Regions from separate parts of the Gossypium arboreum genome. Here region 1 is linked to region 2. A link is a contact called in public Hi-C data. All regions are on one chromosome and are shown on one strand. Each heading gives the region's core, a stretch centred on a gene start, on an enhancer-like site or on the middle of the called end of the contact. The rest is flanking DNA. Distances are from core to core; before and after follow the strand shown. Region 1 holds the start of LOC108480334 (aldehyde oxidase GLOX1-like). Region 2 holds the start of LOC108483483.

What was found. Hi-C and Micro-C count contacts between places; a contact is called where the count stands out from the background.
Region 1: a contact with region 2 is called in a Hi-C map of leaf, with 4 times the contacts expected there. The contact joins the promoter of LOC108480334 here to the promoter of LOC108483483 in region 2. A contact is called at or near these places in 3 of 5 Hi-C or Micro-C datasets (all in leaf).

What each region holds. Positions count from the first base shown.
Region 1 is chr1:100,403,542-100,406,685 of ASM2569848v2, forward strand. LOC108480334 (aldehyde oxidase GLOX1-like) reads left to right here and starts at 1,502. Exons shown (of 1, transcript XM_017783290.2): 1 at 1,502-3,144. The coding sequence starts at 1,812.
Region 2 is chr1:100,246,049-100,248,980 of ASM2569848v2, forward strand. LOC108483483 reads right to left here and starts at 1,643. Exons shown (of 1, transcript XM_017786919.2): 1 at 1-1,643. The coding sequence starts at 944.

The DNA of each region.
Region 1 (3,144 bases), core at 252-2,751, 160 kb after region 2:
TTTTTGTAGTGATGTCTGCAAATTTGCAGTATCACGTATGCTTTTGTCATTGTACAAAAAGAGAGAGATGAGAAATTCAACCCAAAGATAACTCTGATTCAATTTAAGTTGCAGGGTAGCCATTAATTCTTTAGGAAAGTCAATAGGGTCCATCACCTTTTGTAATTTTTCTTTTCACCTTCGAAACACAGTGGATTAGTTAATGCATGATGTAGACTCAAACCCAAACTATAGCCACTGCTCGGACCACTGTCACAGCTCATAATTGGTGGATGGAATCGGCAAAATTTATAACTTTTACCGGTCCAGCGTATGCTTAAACAAGAATTTAGTTAGTAGAATATCGATTGATTGTTTTTAAGGGAGTGAGATTCAAATTTGATATATTGTTGATGTATAAATTTCATTGGATTATTATTGATAAAATAATTTAATATGATTTATTAATGGTATATTAAATATTATCTCTAAAATATTTTATATTGAAATTTAAGACATTCTATTAAAAATGTTTCTGATACTTAAAATTGTTCCAATTTTATTTTGATGTTTTCGAATTTAAAACAAAGAAGCATTGCTTTTTCATGTTTTCCATTGGAAGTCTACAAATGATACGATTTGGACAAAAGCAACGTACAGAAAATATCTATAATTATTTAATTTAAGATCGGAATGAAGGAATTGTTAACCCAAGGATTACTTTAAGATTAATTCAAAAGTTTATCAAATATTTTATATAAAAGAATCACTTAATATACATTTGGTATTTGAATTCGATCTTTTTTTAATTTAGTATATAAATTTAATACTTTTTTTTAAGTTGGTACTTAATTTTTGGGGATTTAATTTGGTACATGAACTTGACTCCTTTTTCTAATTTGGTATTTATTCTATTTTTTTTCGATTTGGTATTTGTCAAATGTTTTACAAATTACTCCAATATACTAAAAATATTTTTTATGTAGTAACAAAAATAATCAATATATATCCGATATATGATAGATAATATGATATTTTTTGTATTTTTATGTTCAATTACTTTTAGTTTTATTTATTTTATAAATTGAAAATAATGAATTCCTTTCAATTTGTGGTTTTAAAATTTTTTATTTAATATTAATTCATTAAGCATAGCTCAATATCTATTTTTTACATGAATTTACTCTAATACTGACAATATTTTTATGGCATAGTCAAAAAATTTTAACACTATTAGTATTTTACGTAATTTATATAACATTTAATAAATTTAGGTATTAAATTGAACATAAAAAATTTAGATATCAAATTAGACTTGAAACAAATTTAAATACCAAATTAAAAATATTAAGTTCATATACCAGCCTAAAAAATCTAATTATAAACTTTTTTTTTAAGGCAAAATAAACAACAAAAGGAAAACGATAACCATTTGGACCAATTAACTCGATTAACCTAGCTTTAAGTTAAATGATAATTCCAAGTATAAATCCTATTGACCAATCACTGAATAGACGAAATGAAGAAGAAAAGAGAATATAAATACCAAAGTCAATTTAGTTACCAACTCTAAAATTATATTATCCATTTGCTAATCATTCAAACAATCTCATTTTAAAAAAAAAAAAAAAAACTTGGAACATTCATATCCTAATTTTGAAACCAGAAACTAAACCATCGTTTTCATAAAGACAAACCACTACAAGCATCCCACGCAAGACCACATGGTGTGGGAGTCTCAAATCTCAAAGCCTTCATTGCTTCTCTCACCAAGTCCTTTATAAAAGAGTACCCAAAGCTGACAAGCAGCCATAATATCATCTGCTAAACATATGGCAGAAATGTCAACCCTTTGTACATTTCTTTTCTCACTTCTACTCTTTGCCTCACATCCCCTTATCCTCCCCACTGCTGCCGACGGCCGGTGGCAGCTGCTACAAAAAAGCATTGGCATCTCATCCATGCACATGCAACTCCTTAAAAATGACCGTGTTGTTATGTATGATAGGACTGATTTCGGCCCATCCACTCTGCCATTGGCAAGTGGGAAATGCCACAATGACCCAACCAACACCGCTGTCCAAGTAGATTGTACGGCGCATTCAGTTGAGTATGATGTTTTGAGCAACAAGTTCAGGGCTCTTACTGTCCAAAGCAACGTTTGGTGTTCTTCAGGCGGCGTCATGCCTGACGGTAAATTGGTCCAAACCGGTGGTTTCAGCGAAGGAGAACTTCGGGTCAGGGTTTTCAGCCCATGCGAAAGCTGCGACTGGCACGAAACACCAAATGGATTGGCGGCCAAAAGATGGTATGCTACCAATCATGTCTTGCCAGATGGAAGACAAATTGTTGTCGGCGGCCGAGAACAATTTAATTACGAGTTTGTTCCTAAAAACATAGCCGCCGACACGTTCAAGTTGCATTTCCTGTCGGAAACCAATGAACGAGGAGTAGAGAACAATCTCTACCCTTTTGTTTTTCTCAATGTCGATGGAAACCTGTTCATTTTCGCCAACAATCGAGCTATTTTGCTTGATTATGTGAACAACAAGGTGGTGAAAACTTACCCCAAAATACCAGGTGGGGAGCCAAGAAGCTATCCAAGCACAGGTTCGGCTGTATTGCTACCATTGAAGAACTTGACAGCCGCCACTATTCAAGCTGAAGTTTTAGTTTGTGGGGGTGCTCCAAAAGGATCATTTGTCCAAGCATTACAAGGTAAGTTCGTTAAAGCCTTGAACACTTGCGCCAGGATCTCAATAACCGACCCGAAACCAAAATGGGTCTTGGAAACTATGCCTTTAGCTAGAGTCATGGGTGACATGGTATTGCTTCCAAACGGCAAAGTTTTGGTCATCAACGGAGCACGTTCCGGGTCAGCAGGATGGGACTTAGGAAGGGACCCGGTCTTAAATCCAGTGTTATACATGCCTGATAATGAAATCGAGTCACGATTCAAGATACTAAACCCAACAAAGATCCCTCGGATGTACCATTCCACAGCAGTATTACTTCGTGATGGAAGAGTTTTAGTGGGTGGAAGCAATCCTCATGCGTATTACAACTTTACGGGAGTCCTTTACCCTACTGAACTAAGCCTGGAGGCATTCTATCCGGGTTATTTGGACGCCAAATTCAACAATTTACGACCCACCATTGTTGCTC
Region 2 (2,932 bases), core at 393-2,892:
ATCCCAAGATTGACATAAATTTGAGGAAGCAAATAACCCCATTGATTCCCACCTGCCTCAGCTGCTTCCAAAGCCAACAAAAACTCTTCTTTAGCTTCTTTGTACTTCCCTAACACATATAAACAATTCCCAGCTCTAAAATGTGGCCTCACATCCATTGGCTGCAATTCGCAAGACCTTTTGAAACTAATCAAAGCTTCTTTAAACAACTGATGCTCATATAAAACCCTCCCAATAGCCATTTGTCCATCAAATGCTTCTTCTCTTGACCTTGCCCCATCGGCTCTACTCCTTAAAGCTCCCAATTCCTTGACAAAAATGCCATAATCAGGACCCGTTTCTTCCCAATATACCCTTTTTTCTGAAAGCTCTGCAGAGGGTCCTAGTTCCCTCGACCACCCCGCATCCGAATACGCATCAAAATTGTCGCTTTTAAATTTCCCAGTTTTTGCTTGTTTTGCTTGCAATCTCTTCAACAAGATCTCCAATTCGTCCACCAGTTTCCACGTGTCGTCGAAAACTATCTCGTGATGCGGTGACCCGGCCCACGCCGTCGTCCGTTGCTTCCTCTGTGACTCCGTTATTCTCTCTTCCGCAATCGACGAAGAAGATGCTTCGGAGACGATGGATGCGCCTTTGTTTTCATCGGGATAGAGCTCGAGACCCAGCGCATCGAAGTCACGGTCAACGTCACCGGCTCCATCGTCATAAGTTCTCAACAAGCCGTCATAAGTTAACCCCTTTTCGCCGTCAATGAACTCCCCGTAGGTCCGGAAGACTTCGTCGAGAATAGCGTTGATTTGTTCGTCGCTGAATTTGACTCTGGGGTTAACGGCGACGACCAACGCTGCCATTTCATCTCTGTTAAGACCCCCATCACGGTTGTTATCGAATTGCTGAAAAATCCTCTTCACCTTCTCTGATCTACTCCCTCTTGTCGCCATTTCCTCCTACCCTTAAACGTTTTTTTCCCTCTCTTTTCTCCTAATCCTCGGAAAAACTGAAGAAGGAAATGCCAACCAAAGCCAATCAACCAAAGCTTAAGATTTGAGAAATGAGGGACCAAGAAAAGAAAAAGAAAAAAATATGGGTTTCTTTTTTCTTTTTTTGCTTTATATAAAGGGAATGGAGAGAAGAGATTGATGATGATGATGATGATGATGATGATGATGATGATGAAGAGCTCTTTCTTCTTTTCTAAATGTTTGTTGGTTTTTTTTTTGTTTCAAAATTGGTTTTTTCTGGTTCAGATGATGATGAGGGTGTGGGGGCAACAACAAAGGAAACCCCACAAAAAAGCAGAGTTTTGGTTTGAAAAATAGCTTGGTTATTGTGTAGGATCGTTCAACGGGGACGAAATTTAAATGTAAATGGTTAAGAGAGAGGGTAATGGTTGGTTGGAGGTTTGAGTCTGTAAAACAAAAAGAGGCTTATTTTAAGGCGAAAAAGTGCACTAATTACAATCAACTGCCCTATCTTTTTTGTTATATCACTGGAATTGCAACCTTCGTTATATCATTATTTCGTAGTTTGTTACTTCAATATCATATAGAGTGTAAAGTCACATCATCAAGGAAGGTTAAATCTCAGCTAAACTCAGTCTTAACCCAATATTCTATTAACAGGATATAATAACACATTTCTGTTTCAAATTTCAAATAAATTAATATCACAACTAAAAAGGATTGGTTTGTTTGTATTTTAGGAAGGATAACGGTAAAATCAGGCATATCCGGTTTGAAAATATTTTTAAGTAGTTTTTTTTTTTTTTTTTAGAGTGTATTTTTGCAACGCAGCATCCGTCTGATTTACTTAAAAATGAAAATATATATTAACCGTTGGATCGTCAACAATACTGTTGGGATCAAGGGCTATTGGAAAAAAAAACTCCAATAGCTAAAACCTCAATGGCTACAATTTTTTCCTATATATATCTTTTTACACTTTTAATTTTTTTTTTCATTCAATCATATTCTCTCAACTTTCTCAACTATTTTCTTCTTTCGATTTTAACCATCTTAAATATTTTTAAAATGTCACCTCTAATTCGTTTAGATCTCAAACATATTTTTTGATATCCAATTACGAATAGTAAAAAGATATTATTATATTTTTGTTTTAATTAATAATATTAAGTTATTAATTTTTTTTAAAATTTTTTTTATGTTTATATAATCTGGACGAAGAGCGGGTTACCGAAACAAATATACACAATTTAAGTGTGACAGCACCATGTGTTATTAAACAATAATTGGAAGAGGCAAGCTTCTTATACGTGTCTCATATGCTCGGCAAGGCCAAATTGGAGCTCACACTTATCAGTGCTTTGGTGGAAAAAAAGAGACCCGACACACACATTCCATCTTTCGTGTGGTGAGTGTAAGATTACACTCGAGGATGTAGCATTACAACTCAGTCTATCAGTTGATGAGTCAATTGCTACGGGGGTAGTGCGTATTGTTGATTGGAGCACAATTTGCCACCAACGATTAGGCAATGTGCTAAATAAGTTTAGTGGTAACCAGATAGATATGAAATGGTTAGAAGATTTCTCACGTTTTAACAGCTCTTCTAGTGCGATTGAAAGAAACAATTCACTCAAGCATTCATATTGAGGTTGATCGGGGGTCTTCTGATGCCAAATAAATATCAAAATCTGGTATATTTAGGGTGACTCCTACAAGTAATCGACCTAAAAGAAGCCAAACGACTCAATTGAGGATCAATTGTCTTGGCTACATTGTACCGAGAGATGTACCGAGGAACTAAAACATAGAAAATTAAAATTGGTAATTGTATACTCCTTCTTCAGTCACGAGCATAGTACCACTTACTATTTTTACGTCCTTGAGAAAACTTCCCTTATCAATTTCCACAAGGTAAGATTCATTTAATAATATAATTATCATATTTTTTTCATTATTATATTTTT